Linked DNA regions of Mus musculus: region 2 is linked to region 1. The links are chromatin contacts, called in public promoter capture Hi-C maps. All regions are on one chromosome and are shown on one strand. The core of a region is the stretch at or near the end of the contact, and the rest is flanking DNA. Distances in the headings are between cores, read along the strand shown.

Region 1 (7,516 bases), core at 3,573-6,072:
ATGCTACACTGTCACAGGGCAAAGAAACTTAGTAACAACCTGTTCTTATGAGTCCCCTTTAAGAAGTGCATCCATAGCCCATGGTCTGTGTGCCCCCTAGCTGTGAAGAAAGAGGTTCCTTTGAAGTGATATGGATGACCACACATGCACAGTTGAGGAGGGATATGGAAGCTTCTCTGACAACCCCTGCCCTCATTCCAACCTCAACCCTTACCAAAAACTAGACTGGAAGCGACAGAATTGAACTCTTTTATGAAGGGTGATGAGAGTGCTGAAGTGTAGCTGTTCACAATTCATAGCTTCTGGTATGGGTAGGGGGATGACTCAGTTCTAGATAAGGGGCTTGCCATCATTGTTTGACCATGCTCCAGTAAGTTTATAAATAACAAAGTTTAGACTTGTTTTCCATTAATGTTATATTTATATTTAATTTTTGTGGCAGGAAGGAAGACATGGAGGGACTGGGAAGTGAGTGTCATCAAAGAGCATGAAGTGAAAGTCACAGAGAATCAAAAAAAAAAATGTTATGTTAAAAAAGGGGTGCCTCCATGCTCAAATTACCTACACTAAATTTCATGTTTTAAAAGTTGGGTGACCTCAATGTTCCTATGATTGACACAGGAAGTTTCTAGCACAGCAAAGCCTCAAAAACCTGCTCATTCCATCCAAATCATAGAATACTGCAGGAGAGCGCAAAGACAACACTTACAGGAAATACACATTTTTCATAAATGATAAGTCAACTACCTTTGAAAATATTTATTTGGTGTGTATCTGTGCTTGAGTATATGTATGTGCATGTGTCTTAGTTAGGGTTTTATTGCTGTAAAGAGACACCACGACCAAGGCAACTCATAAACAACACCATTAATTGGGGCTGGCTTACACTTCCAGAGGTTGAGTCCATTTTCATAGTGGTGGGATGTAGGGCAGCATCCAGGCAGACATGGTGCTATTAGAATGGAGGGTTCGACAACTTGATCTGAAGGCAGCCAAAAAGGCTGTCTTCCACAGGCAGCCAAGAGGAGGGTCTCTTCCACACTGGGCAGAACTTGAGAAGTAGTAGATCTCAAACCATGTCTACACAGCGACACACTTCCTCCAACAAGGCCCCATTTATTCCAACAAGACCACACTTCCTAATAGTGCCATATACCACAGGCCAAGGATATTCAAACCACTACAGCAGCACATGTGTGCAGGAATCCACAGAGGCCAGTAAACAGTGAAAAGTCCTCTAGTACTAGAGTTACAGATGGTTGTGAACAGATGGTTATAAAGGTTCTCTGCCATGTGACAGTGTAGGGTCCAGAACCCTTATCAGAGAGATAGTGTAGTCTGATATAAGCTGTGTCAGTAAAATGGGAAACCACCAAAGAAATCAAACCTGATTCCTTTGAAGAGCAGCACGTACTCTTAATCACGATACCATTGCTCCAGCTTCATCTGTTATCTTTTGAGTAAAAATTACAGAAATTTAACTATAAAAAGGAGCACCTTTGGGGAAAAAAAAAAGGTCTCCTACAACATTCCCCACAGTGACCAGGTCAGGGGATAACTTGGTACAATTGCATTTCATTCACTTCCTAAGTAAATAACTTAATACATGTGTATACATGATTGTTTTTATTATTACAATATGACATTTACTAAAAATAGAGGGATTGTAAAGTCCCTGGGAAATACCTTGGAAAATGTGAAGGCCAACTTACCTTCGCTGGCATGGACAACTCTTCTCTCTGGACAGTCCCTTCACTTGGGACTGTCATCTGGATGTTATCTGGAAAACACACACACACACACACACACACACACACACACACACACACACACACCATAACAGCTCAAGGTACAATCTGTAATTTCCCAGAGATCTTTGCTTCATAAGGACAAAGATCTATGGATTTAGTCTACACAGCTGAACTGAGTGGATATAGTAGCTCATTGATAAGCATGATCAAACTACTGCTGGACCATCCCTTCTGATGGGAAAGTTGGAGAAAAGAGGAATGGGGGACAAAACTTTTGGCCTCTCTCAGTAATGAGAGTAATGTCTAGGACATGTGCACCAACCATGTTTGATGGGTGAGTACTAAAATGAAGCATAAGGTAACACAGGACTTCTATCATGTCTTCAGGCCATTCTGAAGTCCAGGAAGATTGACACTTTCTCAAGAACCTCTCAAACCTATGTCAATGCCCACTACCTGAAATATGCAGAATTTTCATTTGTAATTGACCAAATGGGAATTTAAACTCAATAGTCCACACAGCATACTAGACAAATAGATTTGACAGAAGGTACACAACATAATTACATTCACCCACTCATCCTTTAAAAGACAATAAGTTGCTGAACAGTGGATGATGATATCAGTTTACTCTAAGTAAACTACACACATGTAGTTCTGTTGATCTGAAGGTGCATTCTTTTCATTTAGCTGCTTTGAAGCTGTCTGGCTTTCTTGTGTCTATTAAAATTACCTGATGGGCTTTTCATTTCTTGTTCGTTGGTTTTGTGTCTTGCATGCCATTATACTTATGTAGTAACCACTTACGCCAATATGTCCCACTTCTTTTACAATTGTTTTATATTTATGTATTTTGTGTTCTGAGTGTTTTGCTTGCATTTATGTTCTTGCACACATGTGCCTGGTGCTTGTGGTAGTCAGAAGACGATCCCTAAAACTGCCATTGTGGGCAGTGTCAGCCTTAGTGTGGCGCTGGGAGACAGCCCAGGCTCCTCTGCAAGAGCATGGGTGCTTAACCACTAAGCCATCTTTCCACTGTCTCTTTGTTTTTAAAGGATTTATTGTCTTCATGTAGATGAAGGACTGTTTATATGTTCACCACAGAAGCCAGAAGGGTACCATGTTACAAGCACTAGAGAGCTGCGTGCCTGACATGGATGCTGGGAACTGAACCCCAGTCCTCTACAAGAGCCACAGGTGTTCTTACCTGACCCATCACTCCACAAATGGTAGCATACCATAAATTCCTTACCTTTTTCATAGGTAACCTCTACCTGCTTTTTTTCTTTTAAATCTTCAAGACCGGGCTGGCCTATTTTGAGGGTTATCCTCCTGCCTCTGCCTCCTGAATGCTTGGATTACAGACTAGTGTCACTGTGATCAGCTTGTTTGTTTTGGAGATAAGGTCTTAGCATGTGGCCAAGCCTAATCTGTAACCCATATGTAGCCCACGGTAGCCCACATTCCTGGAAGCCCTATTGCTTTCAGCCTCCTGAGTGCTTGGATTGCACGTATGAGCCAGTGTGCTTGGACTCTTCTTTCTACTCTTCTACTTCTGTCTGTCCACCCATCCATCCACCCATCTATCCAGAAACAGGATTTCATCTATCTATGTCTGTCTGTCTGTCTGTCGACAGGATTTTATGAAGCCAGGCAGGCTAACCTGGAACTCACTATGTTACTAATACTGTTTATGAAAGTCTGATCTGTCTGCAGCCTCTCAAATGCTGGTGTGTGCCTCCACCTACCTGGTTTTCCATTTCTTGTGCCATCTCTTTTTTCTAAGGAAAGTAGTCTCTCTTAGATTATCATTTTTTGGCATCCATTTTATTTTATTTTAAACGTTTTGAGAAAAGGTCTTGTTACATAGTCCTGACTGTCCTTCCTGGAACTTTGTGTAGATCAGGCTGGTCTCAGACTCACAAAGATCCATTTGCCTCTGCCTTCCAAAGAGCAGGCATTGGCAGGCGGATTTCTGAGTTCGAGGCCAGCCTGGTCTACAGTGTGAGTTCCAGGACAGCCAGGGCTACACAGAGAAACCCAGTCTCGAAAACAAACAAACAAACAAACAAACAAACAAGTATGTCCATGTAGAGTAAAATTACAGTTCTAAACAGCCTACCTCTGCTCTTTGCTTGCCTGCTATACAGTTCTCTTCCCTAGAGAGAACCACTTTTAGTATTTAAATATCCTAGAAATATTTTCTTTCTTTTTTTTCTTTTTTGAGACAGGGTTTCTCTGTATAGCCTTGACTGTCCTGGAACTCACTTTGTAGACCAGGCTGGCCTCGAACTCAGAAATCCACCTGCCTCTGCCTCCCGAGTGCTGGGATTAAAGGCATGCACCATCACGCCCAAGTTGAAATATTTTCTAATAAAGAATTATGTACATAATATTCTTAGTTTTGCTTTCTTCTTATTAACATAGACACTGTATGCATTTCTTGCACATTGTCCTTATCTGATAATAGAATACCTTGGCAATTCTCTTACCATGTAAATAGTTGTCTCTTTTCAGATGCCACACAATATGAACTTATCATTTATTTGATTTCTACTGTTGGGTATTTAGGTTGTTTTTTTGGGTGTTGGTTATTCCAAACAATGATACATCGGATACCTCTGTATGTAAAGCCATGTCTTATGTCTATATGTATAGAATAAATTCCTATAATTGAAACAGTTGGGTTAAGGTTATAAGCATTTTTAATTTTGGTAGTTGTGGCTAAGCTGCTCTTATTGGAAGCTTGACCAATTTGTTTCCACTGGCGATGAAAGCATATTTTCCTCACAAAATGTCATTGAAAAACTTTGTTGCCAATGTAAGGCTTAGACCAAATCTCTTGGAAACATAAGTTATAAACTTCGTTGTCTACTATCTAACTGACACGCTCCACTCTAAATTCGTCCAGCCCGGTGCAGAGCTATCTAAGCTCTGGCTGCGAGTCCCCTCACCTATTCCTTCCGAGCTAAGCCATCCATCTGTGGCTGAGACCCTGGAACTCACTGACCTCACAGCCTGACCTTCCACTCACAACTCCTTAGGGGCTCAGGTTCCTCCTTCCTTCCCTGGCTTTGACTTCCTGCTCAGCTGGTCGCCCGGGAAACGGTCGGCTTCCGGTCGCGAAGCGGTGGGCGGAGCCAAGATGGCTGAAGTGAAGCTTGGGATGGTAAGCGGGGAGATTCTCGGAGGCTTAGCGGCGGCCTCAGGGCGGAGCGTCGTGGCGGGGCCGGGCCAGGCGGGGCCAGGCCGGGGCGGCCAGCGGGGCTGGGGTGGCGGGGCCGGGGCGTACGCCAAGTAGTCCCTCCGGGAGGCGGCGCGGTCCAGCTCCCCGCCTGGCTGGGCGTTTGGCGAATGCTGACCTGTGTGCAGCGCTTCGTCTGTTTTGGGATTGGGCAGAGAAGAGAGGTTTTTTGGAAATGGTGTTTTTCCTACTCTTAGGATTTGAGGGTGGGCGTGAGGTGGGGGTTACTGCACCTTCATTAGGCAGTTTTTGATATCCCATAGATTGGTAATTTAATTGGATGAAGCCTGGAACCATTCAGCGCCCCTGCCCTCTCACTGCGACTGGCTTGTTTTCCCAGCTGCGATTAGATTTCGGAAAAGCCCTGTTTCAGAACTCAGCTGGTTTAAATCGTTAGTTAATTCTACAACAGCCTCTGTGAATTCAGGCTGACCCAGAAGTAACTGGCTTTTTGCATCACTCATGACCTTGCTTGTTTGTGACAGTCTTGTATGTACATGGTATTTGCACCTGTAGTTCATGTTGGCTACGGATTAGCCACCTTTAATCCCCTGACTTCTGGGATTTACAGGAGTGCGTCATCACTCCTAGCTCCTTTTTTTTGGATTGACTTATAGTTGTATGTTTATGAGGTACAGTGTGATGATACGTCGGTACAAAGTGTACTGTGTGTGATGGTCAAGTCAGGGTCATTACCATTTCCATCTCAGCATATAAACTGTTGCAAACAGTAGCCCCCACATAAGCATTTGCTTCTGTCTGTTGGTATTTGGCTCCTGTTATTGAATATTATTGAATGTTTCTCTCCATCTTTTCCCTTTCCTAACTTTTGGTGACCTCTTGTTCTACTCTCTATTTCCATGAAATCAACTTTGTTTGTTCCTTTTTGTAAAGATAGGGTTTATTTGTGTATCCCCAACTGACCTAGAACTAGAGAGTAGACTAGGCTGCCTGGGATTAAAGGTGTGTGCTACCCCGTTGAGATCAGCTTTTTTAGTTTCCACATAGGAGTGAGAACATGCTTTGGCTTTCTCTGCCAGGCATATTTTACTTAGCATAATTTTTCCACAGTACTACAGATTACACCTTATTCTTTTTCATGTCTAAATAATACATGCATACTCCTGGAGTCTAGGAATCTCTTCACAAACCACACAAACACTGATCGCAGTCAGACAGGGATAGTTTATTGAGCAGATGCCCCAGGACTGGTCAACTAGGGCCATGGTCCAGATTCGGGAACTGAACCATGACCCCAAGTTAAGATCTTACAGGGTTTTTAAGCCCCAAATCCACAAACATCTGTGCCAAATTATTTCACCAATCAGGATTTAGGGATAGGATTTCCTTAGGAACATGTTTTGTTGTGCATTTACCCTGCTCCCATTGGTTGGGGTATTCAACTGTGGCAGGAAACCTGCCTTGTCTAATATTCATGTCCTAACTTCTCTACCAGGATGGGACTTGTCTAATATTCATGTCTTAACTTGCCAACCAGGATGTCAGTTACCTGTGTACATGTCTCTTTCTGCCAAGTAGGATGTCAGTTCCCAGGGAGGTTTTGGGAACATAAACTTTACTCGACCACTACTCAGAATGGAAGTTTTATTCCAAATAGTTTCTTATATTGGGGCGGGTATCTTTCTTATGTTGGGGTCCATCTCGGGGGCAGCTTATACCATAAAAACTTGAACACAGGTACAGGAAATACTGTTGGGTGGTTGGTTCAGATCCAAGCTTATTGTGGGTAACTATATAAAACAGTCCTATTGACTTTTTATTGTGACTGGTTTTCAAGGGCACAGAACATAACAGAATATGTAATCAATCTTGGCATCAGAAAGTTTCCTAGCAACAGCAGAGAGATAGGAGAGAGTTTCCTTATAATGGCAGGGTAGTCAAGTATCTGTTACCTAGGCCTTAACATATTACCTAGGCTTTAACAGTCCATCTAGACCTTAATATTTTACCTAGGCCTTAACACATACCACAGTTTATTTACCCATTTGTTATTTATCCATCCTTGGGCAACTCCATTGACTATGTACTTTGATACTGTGAAGAATGCTGCAGTAGATGAAGAACACAGTATCTCTTTGGTAGAATGAGTGTATTTTATTTTGGTATGTACTCAGTAGGAGGATAGCTGGATCATAGGATGTTTTGTTGATTTGAGATAGGGTCGTCTTATATAGCCTAGGCTAGGATCAGACTACAGTTCTCTTGCCTCAGTACCAAGGTGCTGGGATCATAGGTATATGCCATTGGGCAAGGACTGATTATTCTATTTTTAGCTTTTTGACAGTAGTTGATTTTTGAGGACTATGTTTGTAATTGTATTTAACTTCGGAGACATCCCTAATAAAAACATGAAGCCTTGTCCTTTACTTTTTACTTTTTTTTACTTTTTACTGTTGGGTTTCAAACCCTGTCCTGAACTAATGAATGATTTTAGTGGTTTTTTTTTTTATATTGTCTTTTGAAAAACACCATGGAAAACAGACAAATTAGTTGCTTCTGG
Region 2 (7,516 bases), core at 2,576-5,075, 330 kb before region 1:
TATGGTGCAAAGGAGAAAACTCCCCCAAAGTGTTCCTTTGGCAGGTATGAGGTGCATGCCTTTAATCTAAGCACTTAGGAAGTAGGTACTCTCCTTTGACCTCTGTGCCTGTGCCATGCACACAAGAGCTGAGACTGCACACATGCTAAAAGAGAATAGAAAAGTAAAGAGAGCTCAGTGTTGGGGGGACTGGAGAGATGGCTCAGTAGTTAAGAGCACTGACTGCTCTCCCAGAGGTCCTGAGTTCAATTCCCAGCAACCACATGGAGGCTCACAACCATCTGTAATGGGATCTGATACCCTCTTCTGGTGTGTCCAAAAACAGCTACAGTGTACTCACACAAAATAAATAAATAATTCTTTTTTTTTTTAAAAAAGAGCTCAAGTTTGTTTTTTGTTGTTTTTTGTTGTTGTTGTTGGTTTTTTTTTGTGCCATATGAAGTATAAGACTAGCCCTGGTGACATGAGGTCCCGTCTGAAAAATCAATAATAAATAGTAAAAAATATATTTTTAAATAACCCTGAAAGAGTTGGGGTTGTGACTTAATGGTAGTGTGCTTGCCTAACCCTGGAGCCGATCTTTAGAGCTGCATCCTAGGCAAATAGGTAGGTAGTAGCCTAATGTAATTTTAAACATCATCGAGGAAATACCAATTTAGAACAAAGACTGAAAGGCCGATTCAGTTACTACAAGTATTAAACCAAGCCTAAATTCTAACCAAGTCTCTCTCTCTCTTGGTTTTTGTGTGTTTGTTTGTTTGTTTTTTGTTTTTCGAGACAGGGTTTCTCTGTGTAGCCCTGGCTGTCCTGGATCTCACTCTGTAGACCAGGCTGGCCTCAAACTCAGAGATCTGCCTGCCTCCGCCTCCCAAGTGCTGGGATTAAAGGCGTGCACCATCACTGCCTGGCAAGTAATTTCTCAACTAACAAAAATGTGTAGATGTGGGAGAAAGAAGAGAGGGGAGGCAGTTTGTCCCTTTGAAGCTTATATGCTTAAGAATAACGCACACTGCCACCATAGGCAGGTACACTGTAGGGGAAACTGTTCTCAGTCATGGAGGAAGCTCATTCCTCATGTGTATGTGTGTGTGTGTGTGTGTGTGTGTGTGTGTGTGTGTGTGTGTGTGCGTGCATGTGTGCACACGTGTGTGTGTGTGTGGTAGGTGAGTATCTGTGCACATTCAAGGAGGCTAGAGGAGGATGTCTGGTGTCCTGCTCCACCACTCTCTTCAGTCCCTTGGGATGGGGTCTTTCCTAGCCTGGAGTGTGGCTCAGTGATGTCTCTTTCTCTCCCTTCTATAGTGCTGAGGTTGCACGTCTACTGGCTACACCCAGCTGGAACTCAGGCCCTCATGCTTAAGCCACGATGTTACTATCTACTGTGCCATCTCCCCAGCCTCAGGAAACTCATTCTTGGGGCTATGTGCCCTAATCCCCATCCATCCCTACATTAATAAACAGGTAGGAGGATTAATCGTAGCTTACAGGTTAGAGACTAGGGGCCGAGAGAGTGATGCCGTACAGTCTATGTGAAGAGGTACGGAGGCCAAGCCTGACCGCTATCAGGCTCATCACTGTATCCAAGATCGTTGTGGAATTAAGGGAAACCTGTCTTCTCCTCTCAGAGAAGGATGAACACATCATTCTCCAGGATCCAGACTCAAGTACTAGACACTGAAGTGGAAGTGGAACGCTACACCCTTCGTGATTTGATGGGCTCCCAAGACAAGTCACAGCAAAGGGAAAAATATGAAAAGAACCGAGGCATCTCCAGAAGTGGAGGTGGAAACTCGTTGGGTAGAACCACTGACTGTGTGGAGGGGCGGTCTCTAGGGAGCCGAAGTCACATCTCTTCTTACTTTGTGGTAAAGCAGGCTCTGAGACAGACGTGATTTGCTCCAAGTCGCAGCAAAGTGGGAAGAGCATCTGAATTCATCTCTGACTCTCAGAGTGAAGCTCTTCCTGTCAGTCTTATAAATAGGGAACGTGTCTCTCAGCAGCCAAAGCAACAGCTTAGCCAGCTTAAGGGCTGGGTGGAGTCACCTTGACAAGCACTAGCAGATCATGGGAAAGCTAGCTCCCTGGAGGCTAGCAGGCATAAACCACCCTGAATACTGTGTCCTCACCCCTAGTGGGGTCACCAGAACATCCCCAGTAAATGAATTAACATATTCACTTCTAGTCCCAGATAAAGTTTTGAGGACCAACCCGAGTTTTGAAATTTTAAAACAAGCACCAACAGTAAGGCCTGGATGAGGCTCAGTCTGACCTTTCCAGACTATTTAGAAACTTCTTGCCCTCTGGGAAGCTGAGAAAACCTTTTCTACTTGGCCCCAGCAGACACCTCCTGAATTGCTGGGGTGAAACCAGTCAGCTTTGCCCACTGGGTCTGCTCACTTGCCCCAAGGTCCCCACTAAGAACACCCTTAATGACTGCCAAACTCTAACCTTTACTCTAAGAATGCCTTTCTATGCTGCAGTCTAACTGGCCTTATGAGGAGACTGAAGAGCAGTCCACAGGGCGAGCGATACCCTCTACCCATCTCTTCTGGCAAGACTCTTGTCTTCCAGCTTTAGGAGTGGAAGGACACCTTTGCACAACCAGATACGTACGTTGAAGGAGGCAAACCCAGAGACAAAGGCTGATCACAGCTAGCCCACCCCCTCAAGCCCGTAGAGGACTGAGTGCTAACTCATCACCCTATGTACCAAGGTTGATGTGGGAACAAGATCACATTTGCCCCACCTCAATCCATCCTGGCTGGCCAGGGATGTCCAATCCTGCAGGTTTGGGGCTGGGTGGGAGCAAGAATTTACAGTTTCATCAACGGGCCGCATCTTCCCCCTAAATAATCTCATCTGCACCACTTCAAAAGTTAAATTCCCTAACTCCCCAGGGCTGGACCTGAAATCATTATGTAGTCCAAGATGACCCTGAATCTCAGCTCATGTAAGCTTCCCAGGAGCTAGCAAGCATGAACCATCTTGCATACGGTGCTGGAATTGTAGATGTGCATCACCAATGTGTTTTATGCAGTGCTAAGGACCAAATCCAAGGCCTTATATATGCTAGGTAAACACTACCTACCCTCCCAGCTCACAGTTACCATTCTTGATGTCATCTGCCATGCCGCCTCCTGTCTTCTCTCCCCCCACTTATTCTCCACTACCTGCAAGAACTTTCCTTTCCTCCCAAGCCGACTTTGAACCAGCTCTCTGGGCTTGGAGACCAGCCCCAGCCCGCCCGGGCCTGGCGCACGGGGTGCGGCCGAGTCGTGCTGGGACAGCTCCACGTTGCCTCAGAAGCAGCCGAGTGTGCTCCTAAGAGTAGATCCCGCTGGGAGTGGAGAGGAGAGGAGAGGAGCTGATTTTGCAGAGGCCCACAGGGAAGCGCCAGGCTGTGTGTGGAGACAACCGGGACTGGGGGGTCGTTATGGCGAGAAATGAATGAAACACAAATGAATGGACCGCGAGGGTGGCCGACACGAGGTGATTTCCAGAAGGGAGCGTGCCTTCCGCTCGCCTGAAGCCACCAAGACACATCGGATACATCGCACCAGACTCGCACACCTCACAGCCGGGCGGAGGCGCAGGGTCCAAGCCTAAATTTCTGCGGTTGGAAGTGCCCAGCCGGGAGGCAGAAGGCGCCTAGGCGCGGCATTCCCAGAGTCGCCCTGCCCTTCGTCGCAGCCTCCTGGACCTGGAGCCCCGGGACGCCTCCCTTACCTGCCCGCCTCGACAGGCTCGCTACGGCTCAGGGCGGTCATCGCAGCGCCTTCTCCGGGAGCCCGAGGCCGTGCGCCAGACCCAGTGCCCTCCGGGGACCGCCCACCCCGGGAAAGGCCCGCCCCCACACGCCTATTGGCCGCTCGCGCAGAATGAGCCTGGCTCAATTGGTGGAGCCTTCCCCGCTCCCAGACCGCCCTGATGGGTCCCAGCTGCAGGTAGGTCTTCAAAATTGTGAGGTCGAGGAAACCAGGGCCTGGGTCCTCAATTATGGGACTTCATATCAAAATGTTCCCTCAGGGCTCTTCATTCTACTCCGCCTTCCAACCTCCTTACCTAACCTGAGCTCTTGGTGCTGCAACATCTCAATTTCAGAGGCCTTAGCCTCTGACTAGGTGGCTGTTGGGAGTTGCCAGGGACAAGGGTCCCACCTTGTTTCTATGTACCTTATTCCTGAGGGCAACAGGAAAACAAGAGACCCTTTGTGCTTAACTGTTATGGAGGCTGAGGGTTTTGTGAAGTATCCAATCAGGGACTCATCCTACAGCGCCCTCAACAGGCCTCTACCACAGGGATCAGCCCACTATTCGACCATTCTAGGTGCTAGCTGAACCTGTCCCAGACTTTTCTAGTATTTGCCCTGAAATAGAACGGATCAGCTTCCCGATACACAGCCGCACTTTGGTGCAGGAGGCAACTTATATACTCCCAAAGTATTCAGTCTCCGGCGTCTCCAGTGGTCCCGTGCTTGAAGGTTATCTGGTGGATCCATAGCACCCAAGGCCAGGCCTCCTGGCTGTTGTCATTCTCAATTGCTCAAAGGGCAGGGCTCGACCACCACTACCAACCCCCGGAAAAAAACAAAACAAAACACAACACAGGTGCTTCAGCTGCTGTTTATTGACATTCAGGTGGGCACTATAGCAACAGGCCTGGAGACTCTGCAGAATACAAGGTGGAGAGTGGAGTGTCTGCAGTGACAGAAGTGGAGTGCACAAGAAGTGGGGAGGCCAAAGCTGTTGGGAAAGCAGGTCAGGGCCAGGGCCAGAAGTCGTCATCTACACTGGGACCCTGGGCCCCACACCCTCAGCCCCTACTCTTTTGCTGTCTCCTGACTCCAGGCTAGGGCTGGGAATTCTGACAACTTTCTACAGAAGCAAAGCCCAGAGATGCTGCCGCCCTTCTGTGATAAAGTCAGGGTTTCCAGTCCTGCATTCCTCCTCCACCCCTGGCTCAGGTAGGGCCCTGAATAATAGCTGGTCTCTATTGCATGTTTTAGAGGCATTAATTTTCCCTGGTGTCCCAGCCCACCAGCGCCACACTATGGCCCAGAGTGAGCACTACAAGCGTTGCTGGCCTAATGGAAAGGATAGGGGAGGGGAAGGGACAGGGGCTAGAAGAGGGGCTCCAGAGGGCCATCAAGGTACAGGCACTACACGCATGGTGTTGGTGAATCCAGAGCCAGGGCGCCACCCGGTCAGCACAATGACCACATCTCCCTTCTTGAAGAAGCCTCGGGCCTTGCCTGGGGGGAAAAGGAGGTTGGTGAGTAGAGGTATACACTTGAGGAAAACTGCAAAGCCCCACAGTCCTAATTGATCACACAAAGTGGCACTTTTCCCAACCCAGACACAAATCCAACAAGGCAGGTGCAGATAACTGCCCTAATAATCCTCGTCTGGGTAGGGGAGCAGGTTGACAGTTACTTCTTCTCACCACAAGATGGTGCAAGCCTCCTAGCCTAAACAAGGGCTGAGGCTGAACTCAGAATGCAGAGACCTTTGGACACCATTCAGTTTATACTCTAGAGAGTCAGGGTCAGCTGCCTCCTTGTCTCTATATAGGAATAAGGCCACAAAAGCTTGTGTTCCCCACCCTCTAACCCCACCCTGCTCAGGACAGTAGCTCCAGCTAATCTTACAACTGGGTGATAAAACAGATAGGCCCAGCCCATGACTTCAGGAAGTGGTAGTTTTAGGGTCCCCATTTATTAGCACTTCATCATTCCCTTGTTTCCAGCTACATACCAACATCCATGGCCAAGTTTACACGAAGGTCGACATCCTCAGCCCAGGCATTCAGCACGGCATCCTTACACAGCACAGGGAAGATGCCACGGTACAGATGGGCCTGGCGAGCAGTCTGGGGATTTCGAGTCACGGCAATGATAGGAGCCCGAGGGCGGTACCTGGCCACTTGGTGAGCACTCCTGAGATGGAAACAGGTTGGAAAGACTGACCGTTAAACATGTCATAAGACCCTTTCAGTAAGCCTAAGCCAAAAGTAATACCCTCTAATTCAACTCTGGACCACAGGCTTTGCCCACTGACAACTGTTTCAAGGTCTGGCCTGCCCCTCAGACCTGTCCTGTCTTTTCTAAGATGATTATCCTGCTCTCAGTATGGGCAGTCCTATAGGAGCATGGCTGGTAGAATTCTTCCCACAAATGAACCCTTCCATCTGGCAGTGAGGCAGCTTTGGCCCAATCTCAGCAGAACCCACTCCTGTAGCTGCCAGCAACTTTTACAATCCAAGTACCATGTGCCTAGCTCCTGACTTCTTCTGCAAAGAACAGCAGCAGAGTTACCAGGCCCTGGAAGCCAACAATGTTCACCATAACACTATACTGTTCTCCTATGGGAGTCCTAGCAGCTAATGTTAAAAGAAACCTCAGAATTTCTATGGTTTTAGAAATCTGGGTGGTAGGGCTGGAGAGATAGCTCAGTGGTTGGGAGCACTGACTGCTCTTCAGAAGGTCCTGAGTTCAGGTCCCGGCAACCACATGGTGGCTCACAACTATCCATAAAGAAATCTGACACCCTCTTCTGGTGCATCTGCAGACAGCTACAGTGTACTTAGATATAATAATAAATCAATCTTTAAAAAAAAAAAGAAAGAAAAAGAAATCTGGGGGCTGGAGAGATAGCTCAGCAGTTAAGAGCACTGATTGCTCTTCCAGAGGGCCTGAGTTCAATTCCCAGCAACCACATGGGATCCCAGCAACCATCTGTAATGGGATCCGATACCAATGTCCTCTTCTGGTATGTCTGAAGTACGTGTACTCATATAAATAAATAAATTTAAAAAAAAAAGAAAGAAAAAGAAATCTGGGTGGTGATCAGGTGTGGTAAGAGGAATATCTGGCCATTCAAGATCCCCTGGGAATGTAGGGAACCCCTATTCTCAACCTGTAACAAATGATAGTGTCTATCTCTATCAGATTACTCAATTAGCTAGGCACGGGGGACTGAGGAATTCCACAGCAGAGCTTCATGCTAGCCTGCATACATAGGCTTTGAAGGAAGGAGGTAGCTGCTGGAACCAGGAACTCTTCAGAGAAACCCCAGAATTAGCATAGACCTTGTATTTTAGAGCTTTCAAAACTCCAGGACTAAAAATGATAGTTTTAGTGTCCCCATTTCTCAGTACCCCATCATCCCTGGCTTCCAGCTACATACCAACATTCATGGCCAAGCTTACACAGAGGCCACCATCCTCAGCCCAGGCCTAAGTAGCTTTCTGCTACTTAGTTCATGAACACTGCCTTAGGGAGACAGACCAGTGCCTAGTCCTCCACACTGATTTTACATGTGTTTGGCTTTCTGTAGCTAGGCTGTGATACAACTTGCTCTTTCTTCCTCTGCACCATGAGCACTGGGGCTACAGGCACACACCACCACACTTGGGTATTTTTTATCTATCTATTGTGCTATATAGATAGATAGACACTGGGCACCTCACTCTCTCCCTCCACCGTACATTCACTACAGCTGCCTGGGTATTCTGACCA

What was found. Promoter capture Hi-C pulls out the DNA fragments that hold promoters and counts their contacts.
Region 2: a contact with region 1 is called in a promoter capture Hi-C map of the HPC-7 cell line, with 2.5 times the contacts expected there. The contact joins the promoter of Gramd2 here to the promoter of Bbs4 in region 1. A contact is called at or near these places in 13 of 39 promoter capture datasets (the 3T3-L1 cell line, 3T3-L1-derived adipocytes, the C10 cell line and 8 more), 7 of 484 Hi-C or Micro-C datasets (CD4 T cells, the G1E-ER4 cell line, the HL-1 cell line and 4 more), 1 of 115 datasets of contacts at active chromatin or transcription factors (bone marrow-derived macrophages) and 3 of 9 other capture datasets (adipose tissue, macrophages and pancreatic islet).

What each region holds. Positions count from the first base shown.
Region 1 is chr9:59,350,814-59,358,329 of GRCm38.p6, reverse strand. It overlaps Bbs4 (Bardet-Biedl syndrome 4 (human)), which reads left to right and starts at 4,822. Exons shown (of 16, transcript NM_175325.3): 1 at 4,822-4,920. The coding sequence starts at 4,897.
Region 2 is chr9:59,676,463-59,683,978 of GRCm38.p6, reverse strand. Gramd2 (GRAM domain containing 2) reads right to left here and starts at 3,825. Exons shown (of 12, transcript NM_001379375.1): 1 at 3,727-3,825. The coding sequence starts at 3,767. Pkm (pyruvate kinase, muscle) reads right to left here. Exons shown (of 11, transcript NM_011099.4): 10 at 5,754-5,935; 11 at 4,607-5,251. The coding sequence ends at 5,145.